2 separate regions of the Capsicum annuum genome follow, and region 1 is linked to region 2. A link is a contact called in public Hi-C data. All regions are on one chromosome and are shown on one strand. The core of a region is the stretch at or near the end of the contact, and the rest is flanking DNA. Distances in the headings are between cores, read along the strand shown.

Evidence for each region. A called contact is a pair of places that touch in the nucleus more often than the background predicts.
Region 1: a contact with region 2 is called in a Hi-C map of leaf, with 2.8 times the contacts expected there. The contact joins two enhancer-like sites. A contact is called at or near these places in 3 of 5 Hi-C or Micro-C datasets (bud, leaf and placenta).

Annotation. Positions count from the first base shown.
Region 1 is chr2:111,951,664-111,958,233 of UCD10Xv1.1, forward strand. No RefSeq gene overlaps it. Among protein-coding and RNA genes, the nearest start is that of LOC107858965, 16 kb to the left of the region's middle. Within about 2 kb of position 3,123, at least 4 of the 5 cell types and tissues checked have an H3K27ac peak or open chromatin away from gene starts, as enhancers often do. A contact at or near this core is called in bud and leaf, where this site is marked.
Region 2 is chr2:111,913,232-111,920,511 of UCD10Xv1.1, forward strand. No RefSeq gene overlaps it. Among protein-coding and RNA genes, the nearest start is that of LOC107858965, 22 kb to the right of the region's middle. Within about 2 kb of position 2,775, at least 5 of the 5 cell types and tissues checked have an H3K27ac peak or open chromatin away from gene starts, as enhancers often do. A contact at or near this core is called in bud and leaf, where this site is marked.

The DNA of each region.
Region 1 (6,570 bases), core at 1,873-4,372, 39 kb after region 2:
TAAAATCGTTAAAATCTCATTTTGAAATTATATAATTAATGCTAGCAGTAACATGTGAAAAAAAAGTTACTGATTTATTTTTGTACATTGAAAATAAAAAATTATTTTTTAAAAAATAGAGGAGCAAAAGTAAAAAAAGGTCAAATTTCCCAAAGTTCAAAGATACCATCAATGAATTGAATAATAAAGATTTGTGAATGTGAATAAGTTGAAATGATAATTGTGTTGTTTGTTTAATGTATCTTTTTCAAAAAGCAGCAATATACTCATGCAGTATCTGCATTACCTCGTTGTTAGTTCTCTGTCAACATATGACCATCAATTATAAGGTCCCACCCTATTTTTTTTTTCTCTAACTTGACTTTTTCTTCTTTTGTTTTTATTCATATTAAAAAGAAGATTTTTCCTGTACAAGTAATAATAGAGAATAAAAATATGCCAGATAAGATAATAGAGATAGACATAGATTGCCAAATCATGAAAGGGGTGTGTGGGGCGTGGCACATGAAAAGCAATATACTCGGTCCTTCATTCGTTTTAAAATAATTGACTTTTTTTTTAAAATATATTTATTTTAATTTAATAATTTTTTTATAAAATTAAGGTAAATTTATTGTATTTTAAAAATATTATTATTATTGAATAATTAAATAAATTTACATACTTAGATTTATATTTTAAAAAGTAATTAATAAAATTAATTTAATAAAATATAATTTTGAGAATTTTTTTTTAAAATGTGTTCAATTGGAACTAATTATTTTGAAAAGCAGAAAATATATGATATTGTACTAATTTAACTTTAGTGGGTAAGAGGGATCTTGGAGGTGGGTCCCTTGATATGAGACACTCTGTCTCATGTATCACAAACATAATCACTTAGAAATTTAATTATTTAATGTTATGACTTTTCTTTTACAAAGTTGTATTCACTCCGTTTAAAAACGAATAATCTAATTTAATTTATTATAAAATTTAAAAAAGATAGAAGATTTTCGAATCTTGTAATATTAAATTAAAGTTGTATCAAATATATTAAAATATTTTTTAATCTTATGGTACTAAATATGACATATGAAAAATTAAAATTAAAATATTGTTAAAAAAAAGGAAAGGATCATTTATTTTGAAATAAACTAAAAATAAAAGTAGGTCATTCTTTTTTAAATGGCGAGAGTAGTTGCCACTTCGATTTTAATTCAATTGGTATATTCATAAAAAATAATTATTAACTTAATTATTTTATCATAATATTTTAATTTAATATTTATTGTTATGTTTTAAAATTATTTTTTAAACAGTAATTAATATTTTAAATAAAATTATAAAATCATATCTTTGTAATATATTAAAATGACAATATAACAACAAAAATAAAATTTAATAAAAAAAACAAATGACAAATAAAAATAAATAAAGGAAGTAAACATTGTAAAACTAAATAAAAATTCACAAGTGATTTATAAAGTCAATTTTTTTCCACAGAACCACCTTATGCTAAATTGGTAGCAATCGCCTTGCCCTTGAAATTTATGCAATATATTTTGATCAATATTTTAATTATAAATATAAATTTTAAATCTCTATCTTTTCTTACGTGTATATACTTTTTCTTTTTAAATTATGATGCTCCTTAATCAAATTTTTAATGCCACCATTGCTTATAAATCATTTTAATTCTATACGATAGGAGTCATTTGGTTGCTGATCAGTATAAAATTCAACTATTAATAATATAAAAATTAGTTATTTAAGTATTAGATTCTTCATGTTCTATTTCACATATAATAATAAATTGACTCCAAATGTTTAATTTTTTATTTAAATTTATTTTTAAAAAACATCAAACACTATCTGCTTGAATTTTAGACACAAGAACTAAGAATTACTAAATATGATATTAGTTGTGTTAGTTTTTAGGCGTATTATAACTCTTTTTGTGAGCAAGAACCAAACAAGACTCTTTATAGTTATTAGGAGTGGTGGCAAAATGACTAGCTAATTGAGTTTGAATGGATTAAAAATTAGTTGAACACAAATATAGATAAATATTCAATCTGACCAATATCTAGATGCCTAAGATTGATAAATTGCATCTGACTTACTAATATTCTTTTCTTACAGAAAGTGACTTCCTTTTTTCTTATAATATTTAATTTCAACTTTACACGTGGCATGTTTAAGATCATAAGATTAAAAAATATTTTGATACATAAACATAACTTTAATTTAAGAACACAAAATGTAAAAGTCTTTTTTATTTAATTAAGCTCGATATTAATTCAAAATAAGTCATTTTTTTAAACGAGAGAGTATAATATATATTATACTGACTTCATATTTCTAATGAGATTCAAGCTGACTTTGATATCAACACATTTAACTACTCTTCTTTTATTATTGATTCAACGTTTTCTTTTAACTTCTACGAATGAATTACAAGTCAAATTCTGTTGATATATCAAATAAATTTGGATGGGTTTTCATAAGATAGGTACATATACCAGCAAAGAGGTGGTTTACACGTTAATACTTTTACTTGTTTACTTGCTTTTAAAAGTATTTCTCTTGCAAGGAAAGCCTAATCAAATACTACTTCTACGTTTTGAGTATTATTATTTTGATAAACAACACGTTGTTTATTTGGAGGACCATCATTTTAATTAATTCGAAACTTGAAGTCCACTTTGTAAATTTTGACTTCAAAGTAACGTACATTATTATTCATCAATAATCAAACATCTGATTGGTGATTACAAGAAAATAGGTTCTGGTCCACTCAACAACAACTACTACTACAATACAGTGAAAAATCACAAGTAGGGAAAGTGAATTGTATACAGACTCTAATTCATATTTTGTGAAGGAAGAAGAAATCATATTAAATTAAATACGGAAGTACTTCATGCTAAAAATAATAAGAGACAATAACAACAACAAATAATATGATAATTAAAACAAATGAAACAACATATAATGATAATAAAATCATAGAATGAGATAATTGGAAATTAATAATAATATGCCAATACTCATAAGAAAATTTAGACAACGCTTGACTACCTACCAATCTAAAATCAAACATCTAATTGGTGTTTACTAGAAAATAGGTTCGGTTTCACTCGATGTCAAAATTGACTAATTATTTACTATTATAGGAAATTGATGCATATTTTGAAAGATAAGAATGGAAGTGATTAATTTTTTGTTGATGGTTGAATGGCCCCTTTCAAAGGGCACACTAATAGGTCCTTCGATACTAAATTATTAAATAAAAGATTTGTCATAACTGATAATCATCGCTTAGGCAAGATGGTATCGTTACTTAAAGAATGGTAAACCATAATTAATTACTTTGATCCAACTTTTATGAAAATTTGGTTTCATTATAAAAATAAACATACTTATGAATATTGGGTGATGTTGTTATCAATATCTTAAAAGTGTAATCAATAGTCACGCTTTTAGGTAAAACATGAATAATTCTTATTTAAAATTATTACTTAATTAGCAAATATTAAAATGTCTTGTGAGATATATTAACTTGTTCAATACTTTAGGTGGGGGTTGAGTGGTGGGGTATGGGGTGTTGATAGCCTAATTTCTTTTGACTAATTAAGCACTATTATATGAGAACACATAATCACCTCATTAGTCAATATCAATCCATATAAGACAAACTTTAAGATGTCGAAATTTAGTAGATTTTTTCCATCTAAAATGGTGTATAACTTTCAAGTGTGATACCTAAACATATTCATATAATGATAAATACTCACCCATACCCAGCATAACACCAAATGTATTTAATGTAATCCTACAAATAAGGTCTTTGAAGATTAAGCTATACATATACTTTAATTTCTATCTTTGTGAGTTAGAGAAATAATATTTTATAGATGCTCGATTCGAAAGAGAAGTTAATCGAAACAGAGCAGCAGGAAAAGATGTAAAGTAAATACTACAAGGAGTAATAAAATAAATGCAAGTTTTAAAGAATTTATTAGTATTGATTTCCAACAAATTATGTGAAGCATTTACAAAATCAAATGTTGTTTTTAATCAAGCCACATTCTCGAAGAAGCTTTAAAATATTCTGAATTTGATCAGCATTAAGACGTTGAAAAGCTTCTACCAACTATTTTAATTATCTACCTAATTGTTTTTTGAATCAATGAACAAGTAGAACCATAAGATTATCCCATGCTGATAATATTGTCAAGATTATCCATATTTTGTCCAAATTATTTAGTGAAAGTGATGTGGAGGGTGGCTGTATGAGGATGATAAGTTGGAAATTTGCAGGGGAATTGATTTTGCTTTTGTCCTTTTCACTATGAAAATGACATTTCAGAAAAGGTTGTTTATTGACCATGTTCATGGTTTCAAATTAAATACCCACTTTAAGTATAATAAAACAAATGATATTTGTCAAGAAGTGCAAACAGATGGCTCCTCCTCAATCCACTTCCTTTTCATGAGAGATGACAAACAACTACTCACATAAAAGAATAATTGTTGGAAAAAAGTTTTTTTTTTTTTTTTTGGGTTAATTCTGGATTTCATATTATAAGTAGGAAAATTGTGACATTAAAAATTACTCTATGACTGTTCAATGAATTAATTGATCGTTTCAGTATGTATATAATATGTATAATACATGTATATATTCAATATAATTATACATAATCTACATATTTTTAGATATATTCGAAACTAGTTGATTGAGAATTTAGGGCCGTAATTACTCCTAAATAAGATACGTAACACTGATTCTAAAGAAAAATAATCTTTGACCAACTAAATAAGAAAACATTCGCAGAAATAGCTAATACGCTTTGACAAACTAGTTAACAATTATCTTATATATAAAAATATTCAATAACTTATTAATTTTATATGTGATGAAAATATTTTAATTTTTATCTATTTACATAATATTTTATTCTTGTAAAGAAAAATCTAAAATGAATCTTTTTTTTTTCCTTGGGTCATAGCACAATCAATTAAACGGAAGTTTAGGCAGTTATAACTGATATATAAAGCTAACTGCAAATTAGTAGAAAAATAATTTAAAACAAGATTAGAACGTCAATTTTAGACTCATAATACTTGTCCCTATATTTATATATAGAGATATTTCGTACATGGATGGATATCATCCATTTCAAACAATCAAAAATTTGGCCACATACGACTTTTAGGAACGATTTATGGCAAGAATAATGCGGATTAGATGTTTTTCGATAATATCTTTCAAAAATAGTCATTATTATTGAGTTTGAAGTTCAAGAGGTGAATTTACATAATAATGTCTTACTACCCAAAATTTGGCCATGTATGACTTTGAGGGGGATTAATGACAATAATAGTGTTGATTAGACTGTTTTGAACTAGCACATACGTGGCAACATATACGACTGTCTGCTCCATTGGTGTGTAATATTGATAGGAGTAGTTAGTTAGTTAGTCAATAGCCGAGTCAGCTGTAGAGGTTGTTGAAGGTTGTTATACAATGATTAGTTAGTTACAATAGTTACAATGAGTTGTCAATAAACTGGATACATGATTCACTTCTTAGCTCATTCTTAGCTCATCTTAACTAAAGTCTATAAATAAACTCATAACTATAATCTTCAGGCGGGAATAATGAAAATTCAGTTTCTGACTATTTTATTCTTCTTCTTGATTGTAAGCTATCAAGCTGCAATTCTTCCATTTTACATGGTATCAGAGCCACGAGCTCAACACTAAGTGTGTTTTCGATCATATTTCACCAAGTTTTCTGTGTAACTTGAGATCTCTTTCTCAGTGCATTTTCGATCTCTGTTTTTTTAGCTTCTTCTTCTTCGCGATTTAGATCTACCTTGCAGTTACATCCTATCAATCATGGCGCCTAAAATAGATCAAAGTGATCCACTTTTCATTGGTGTTTCTGATAGTTCTAGTGCCGTACTTGTTCCAATCAAGTTAACTAGTTCAGAAAATTATAGTTTATGGAGTCGATCGATGCGTATTGCTCTCTTAGGAAAGAGAAAGTTTGGTTTGTCACTGGAACCTGCAGCAAGGAGTCGTATAGAGAGGAGCTACATGAGCAGTGAAAAATATGTAATACAATTGTGCTTTCCTGGATCATGAACACTGTGAGTGAAATTCTGTTATCTGAAATTGTTTATGCCACAAATGTTTGTGCAGTTTGAGAAGATTTGAAGGAAAGATATGACAAGGTGAATCGTATGCGTATATACCAATTGCATCGTAAAATTAATATGCACTCTCAAGGTACAGATTCAATCTCAGCTTATTTTACCAAATTGAAGAGTTTATGGAGTGAGTATGATGTACTAATGCCAAATCCTAGTTGCGATTGCCCTAAGTCTAGAGAGTACTCAGATCATATGTGTCAACTTAGACTCTTACAGTTTTTAAGTGGCCTGAATGAGTCCTATGATCAAGCTAGAAGACAAATACTGCTCAAAGAAGTAACTTCTACTATTAATCAACCTTATGCCATGCATATAGAGGATGAAATACAATATTCATCTTGTATGATGACTGTGAATGACAGAT
Region 2 (7,280 bases), core at 1,525-4,024:
TGGCCGAAATGACCCACTAGGAAAAAGGAAAGATGAAGCAGCCAATGACTATTGGATGATAATAGTTTAGGCCGACTGGCCATTATTTGAAAATGTATAAATAACATAATTGCCAACCCTTTTGAAATTCATTACACTCTCTCCCCCTTGTTTAATTATTTTATTTTCTCTCTATTAATATACATAACATAGCCGACATATACATAGCATTCTGTGTATATGTTGAGATTTTTGTAATATGTTTAGGGAGTTGGATTTTTTGTAATATAAAAAATATAAGTTATGTATTTATGTAATTTTTAGTTTGAATGAAAGTTGGTTAAATAATGGTCATTTGTTTAAAAAAATATAGTCATTGTCCTTTTCTCTTCTTTAAAAGTGGTATATGTAGATAAGTTTTCCATTGGACTTTCTCATACTTGGCAAGTTGCCCAAATATAGTAGGATTAGTGTTTAGCGTTAGTTCTCCTTTCATTGTGCTGAAATTCAAGCAACCCACCTCTAGTACATGGATTTCAAAAGGCCCAAAAATAACCAGTTTATATATGTATGTAATTTATTTTTTAAGAAGCAACAGAAATGATTTGTAATGTATAGAGAGAGACCATTAATAAGTAAATTGTAACATCTGTGACAAATAATTATGATATATAAAAACATAAATATATACTTCATCTGTTTTATTTTATATTGATATCATATTTTGGGTTCATTCCACGAAGATTTAACAATTCTAGTGTCTGTGATAAAGCACTTGTCCTAACGTAGTAACATCTAGTGCAACTTCAAACTCTATAATAATAATAATTATAATTCCAAAGCAACACAAACAAGGGACCAATGGATGCTATTTGTATAAATACGAACATAATAATTTCTGGATCAATTAAACAACAATACGAGAAAACAATCTTTTATGATCAAACTGATGCATGCTTAATTCGATGCATATTATTTCCATTACTATGTTATTCTTTTAACAGTCTTTATTTATTTATTTATTATCTATTTATCCCATCCTCTTTTAAATTTTACGTAAAAAACTTACATAAAACAATGACAGAATTCTGACATGACATTACCACAATAAACAATACCCCTTTCCTGTGTAAAACATGTGAATGAGCTTGGACATGACATTTGATGTTTTTGAAATTTTGTGCATCTCTGTCTTAAAAAACAATTGATCAGTCCTAGATTTGTTCATTAATTAATTGATACATACACCCAAAATTTGGGCACTGAACAGTGCTACCAACTCCTCAAAATAATGGCACAAAACTGTACCATTTGTTTTATTTGTTACACTGGACCAGATCAATTAATTAAGTGTGTACTCAATCATGTATCTACCTGTTTATTTGTTTTTAAAATTATTTTGTTGAATTAGGAAGTTTGACATGACATCCACCTAGTTAATTAGTTGTACTTGAAAGTATTGGTTGGGAGCTTTAATCATAGTGGTTCATGTCATGTGCTTCTAGCAATTGCTTGTGAACAAAGCACTTATACTAATTTAGTCATTTGTTTGGAACAAAAAAAATCTTCTAGATATGACTTGTCGAAATGGATTCATTTATCACCTTTCTCTGTCATGGAGTGTGCACCAATAATGTTAACTATTTATCACTATTTTGGTATCTCGGCCTTAAATTAAATCTATTAAATAAGAAAAAGAATATTTTTAGAAAAGGAGTTGTGGTGGTTGTTTTTTTTTTTTTGCTTCTGAAAAAATGCATTATTAAAAAGTTAATATGGTTCAGTAAAGAACAAATGGAGGATTAACAAAAATTTGAGAATCATTAAAGATAAGTATTTCTCTTCCAAGTTAATCGTGCACTAAGTTTATTGACAATTTTTTAAATTTGACTTGGCATTTTTTATTTTTCGAAACTCTTTTTTTGGTATGATAATTCAAAATTTAATGGCACCTTTTCCAGTAATTTTAATTATTATTATTTTGCATATATCTATCTACAATATTAGCGTCTAGAAGAGATCAAACTTTCCTCTTTGAAGAAAATAAAATGCCAAAAGTAAAAATGTCATTTATCCAGAAACTTACTTTCTCCATTTCAATATCGATAATGACATTTTTGGACTAGGACAAAACCATTTAACGGTAAATAAAGAATGGAACTTCAATTCAATTGCAATTAATAAGATTTCAATTTTCAATTGATTACCAGTATTCTCTGCTAACATTCTGTATATGATTTGTCAATGAATATGACAGAAATACCTACCACATCATATCATTCAATTAAGGTTACCTAACAAGCTCTTCTTTCCAATTTTTCTAAATTTAACTTAAGATATATATACACACACAAAAACTACTAATATATTAGTAGTTTGTATAGAAATGTATATTGTATGTATATCAAATTAAAAAATATATTTATTATGGAAATGTATATTGTGTGTTTATCAAATTAAAATATATATGTATTGACTAATTATTATTTTTAATATGCGGCTAATACAGCATAATATTCCCTTTGTATTTATATGTAACATATCAACATCAAATTCAACATCCCTTCTTGAATTGGCCCACCAATAATATAATTGAATCAAGAAACAAATGGCTATAATAAATATGTGCAAAAAGTAATTGTCTACATATGTTAATCCAGCAGCCCCTTATAGATAAACTTTTAATTATATAAATCAAAGAGAAGTCTTATCACTAATCCATTTTGTTTCCCTGTCAGTTTTCCAACTCATTCAAAACTTTGGTTATGATTACTTCAAATCAACATTTTTCTAAATTTGGATTTATTAATACTGTTTGGCAGTACAACTTTTCTGATTGTTATTGGTACACATGGGTGGAGATAACTAATGGGGAATTTTATCATTTTAAATTCAGGACATTAATTTACGCCAATAGAGAAATTAATTCATTTTATAAAATATAGAGAAATATGATGAGATATTTTTATTTTTTTTCCATTCTACCTCATTCACAGGTACTGTTCATTGATACAGATAAAACAATTTTCTTGCTTTTATATCAGCTTATGATCTAAACGAGTCACATACACAATACAGTACATATTCCTCGATGCTAATAGCGCCCCAAAGAGCGAAGGATTTCATGATATCTCTGATTTGATCGTCCTATATTTCTAATAAATTATATAGTAACTTATTGGCACGCTGAATCATATATACACAATATATGATGAGTTGGTTTTAGATTTATTCTAACTGAATGGTGATGAATAGAGCTAAGGAGCGATGAATCATTTGAACTCCCCCATCATGAGAAATTTACACAATATTAAGATTATTTGTCATACATAACATGTGTTAAAATCTTTTTTTGACTTATTTAGGGGTATATTCTTTCATGTACATATTTTGAAATTTCTTTATGAAAAATATTTGATTTTGCCACTGTAGGTCCACGTCAACGAAATTAAAAATCAATGACAAGAGAGAAAATCAAATAGTACCAAGTTAGTGTTATCTACTATTAGAAAGCAAAATTGGAATTTTTTTTTAATTATCTTCCCTTCTTTCGCCTTGAAAGTTGGAAGCACGTAAAGTGGTTGAGGTTAAACCGTTAAAGTCAATATTCACTTTCATTAAGGGCATAAGAATAAGTTATAATCTATGGTTTCAATTTCACATTGGAAAAAAGTTTACTAAAATCTGTTAATAGTGTGTGTAGCCTAGGATATATCTAGAATTTTGAGGATATATCTAGAATTTTGAGGTTAAGGTCAATTCTCACTTTTATTAATTGTGGGCCAAAATTAAGTAAGATAATCAATGAAACATAGGATCTTAGATGGTTTGGTCACACACAATTAGTACGTTTGTGAATAGAAACGTCAAAGTTTTAGTACTTTGCCAATTCTTTTAGCTTTTATATATTTGATGATTAAATAAAATTCAAATTTGAAATTTAAATGGTTCTATTATTCGAAATACTCTAGAATTCATTGTTTGCTGGCAAATATTGTTTTTTATCACGAAATTTAAATGGTTCTATTATTCGAAATACTCTAGAATTCATTGTTTGCTGGCAAATATTGTTTTTTATCACGAGCATAACACCTAGATGACTCGAAATTCACTTTTTATGTTTACATTAGGATCCACTTGTCCACAGTTATTCTTCAACTTTAATAAAAAATTTAAATTTTTAAAATTGATTTGAAGAGTATTACAACTGAAATAGCGGTATTGTAATTAAGATTAAGCCAAACTAGTCTTAGAACACCCTAATTAAGATCATTATTTTGTTGTAATAAATATAAATCCCGTAGAAAGGAAAAAAAAAATGCTATCCAAACATCTACTTCCTCTGTCTCAAAATAAGTTTGAATTAAAAAAAAAAAAAATTCAAAGAATTGTCTCAAAAATGCTACTCTGCTACTTTGCCATTAGAAAACTACCTTACGTTCGGAGTAATTATTTTCAATATAACTTGATATTAGAATACTACTTTACTACGACCTCTTTTTAATAACGTTCAATTCTCGGAAAAAAAAAATCTAATAAATAGAGGTATTTTAGTAAATAATACCTTATATTTCTTATTTTTCTTAATGACCATGAACTAAACTAAAGTGACACTGCACGAATGCATCAATTGCGATTTTTTCCCCCTATTGTTAGGTATGAAAAGAACCAAATATTTGTTTTGCTAACAACTATTTGCAACTAGAATTTCTTTTTTAAATGGAGAAAACAACATTTTAGAAAAAAAGCGTAATAAGAGAAAAAGAATTCCAAACAAACAATGAAATTGCTTTGTCATGTGATATTGGCATTTATCAGCATGACGTGCCACCACCACCTTTTCCTTCAACTTTTATTTGTTGCAATTAATATTTGAAAATTTCTTTCCCTGGAGTTATATATATATATATATATATGTTAATAACACACATCATTTTCATATACATTGGGTGATGTTAACTCTTCTTACTTGAAAACAAACATCTGTTAGGTATCAATGTTATGTCATGTCTCTCCACACAAGTGGTTGTTGTCCTTTTGTTAGGTACAAATTTATTAGATATCTTTTGTACGTAAGCTTGAGAGGGAAACACCGCAAGGTAGACATAAATAAAACAATAAAGTAAGAAAGACTGTTACACTTTTATCTTTTCCATTATTTTTTTTCCCCCTAAAACTATCATATACATTTACGAAGGTGATGCAAAAGAACACTAAAAAGTATACACAAACAATATCAACAACGAGCAGTAGTATTTTAGTACAGAACTATACTATTCACTTAATCCCGCTTTTTTGACATAATAATTTGACAATTATATACTTCCTCTACTCCATACTCCCTCCATTTCAAAATAAATGAATTGTTGAATTTTGACACATAGATTAAGGAAAAAGAATCAAAGACATAAATTTTTATTTTTACCCTTGAAATCTCTTTTACCCAAAAAAAGAAAAAGCCGCAATCTCTTTTGCTTGTCAAATCATAAAGATAATTTTGGATAAAAATTCAACGATTCACTTATTTTGAAATATCAATAAATACCCCAACAATTCATTTATTCCGAAACGGAGGAAGTATTATTTAATTTGTCCGTTTCCCACTTTAATTAGTATTTTTAATATGCTATTATAATTTTATATATTGACAAGTAATCTGAGACAACTATATAATATGTAGATAAGCTATTTAAGTAATACGGAACAGAAATAGGAGAAGAGAAAGCTTTTATCAGATACTAATCGTTATATATGATCGTCGTACAAATTAAAGTTACTCTTAGCTTGTATAGCAACAATCTACAATTCATGTCAATTGTAACACTCACACTCTTTTAATATTGAAAATTGTTAATTTTCTTACAAAAAAAAAAAAAAAAGGAAAGATGAGATAACAGCAAAAAATTGAAAAGACGCAGTACACAATATACGTTATATATTAGAACATCTTTCTAATTGTTAAGATTTTTTAGTTTTATTTTTTTTGAGTTTGTGGGACAATGTGAACTTTTCTTGATACGCTGATTGAAAACTTCACAAAGCAGATCAATAAAACATTAATTTCTGATAAAAAATTTACCTTATAAATCATAACATCACTAAATTGGCAACATATATTGTCGATTTAATTATAGGATATAGATCTCACTGTTACGAAATGAAGGGGGATATATTCCTATCATGTATATATCTTGAGATGGAACCAAACATATAGCATGAATTACGCTTGACCTTGTCTCATGAACCAAGTACTAAGTAATTTCTTCTTCTCTTTCAACAGTGGGACCCATGTTTTTAAGAGTATTGTAACTACTATGTTTTTTCGGTTAAAGAGAAAAAAAAATGTCAAGTTATTGTATGAAATGGCATTAATTAGTTTTTGAATTTTTCAGTATACCCGCAAAAAATTTGGACTAATAAATATTGCCACAATAAAAATAATATAAGTGGGTATGAGAGGATAGTATTTACATTTTAAACTTTAATTGCCCATATCTTGAAAGTTAAAGAAACTATTTTCAATAGAAATTCAGCTCAAGAAAAATCATATTGAAGCATCTTGAGAAAAGAAATAATGAAAGTGAAGAAGCTGGCCATGACAGAAATATAAAAATAACATGATAAAGTATTTGAAGAAAAGAAACACTAATTATGACAAAGTAATATATTAATCGAAATATAAGAAACAATATACAATGAAAGATATCAAAGAACAAGAAACTATAAAAGTAGTACTACATGGAAGGGTAACTGAAGCGATGCTCAACTATTTATGACCCTTCTACCCTAATTTGTATTTTCTAGAACCTCCAACCTAATTATGTCACGTCTTCGATAAATTAAATTGTGTCATGTCTTGTCTAATTACCTAACTTCAATATTCGTTCTGCCTTCCTTTGCTCTAATCTCCTGAAGCTATCCAAAAACTCTCATACATCTACATTGAAGCATTCATCCATCTCCTTCACATGCTCGAATCATCTAATCTTTGCTTTTCGTATCCTGTCCTTCACCACAGTTACTCCCTTCTTGTCATGGGCATCTTCATTTCTACTTTTATCTATCCTAATAAGCCTACTATTTATCTTGGCATTCTTATTTTCACGACTTTCATCTTTTGAATATTAGAATTTTTAACTGGCTAATTCCTCGCCTCAGAACTATAGTAGGTCTAACCAACACTTTGTAAAATTTTTTGTAAGTTTCTGTAGTAACTTCTTACACTTGGATTATGAAATTCTATCACCCATCATTCTACCTTACACCACCATTCTACCTTACACCAATATGATGTGAGACAT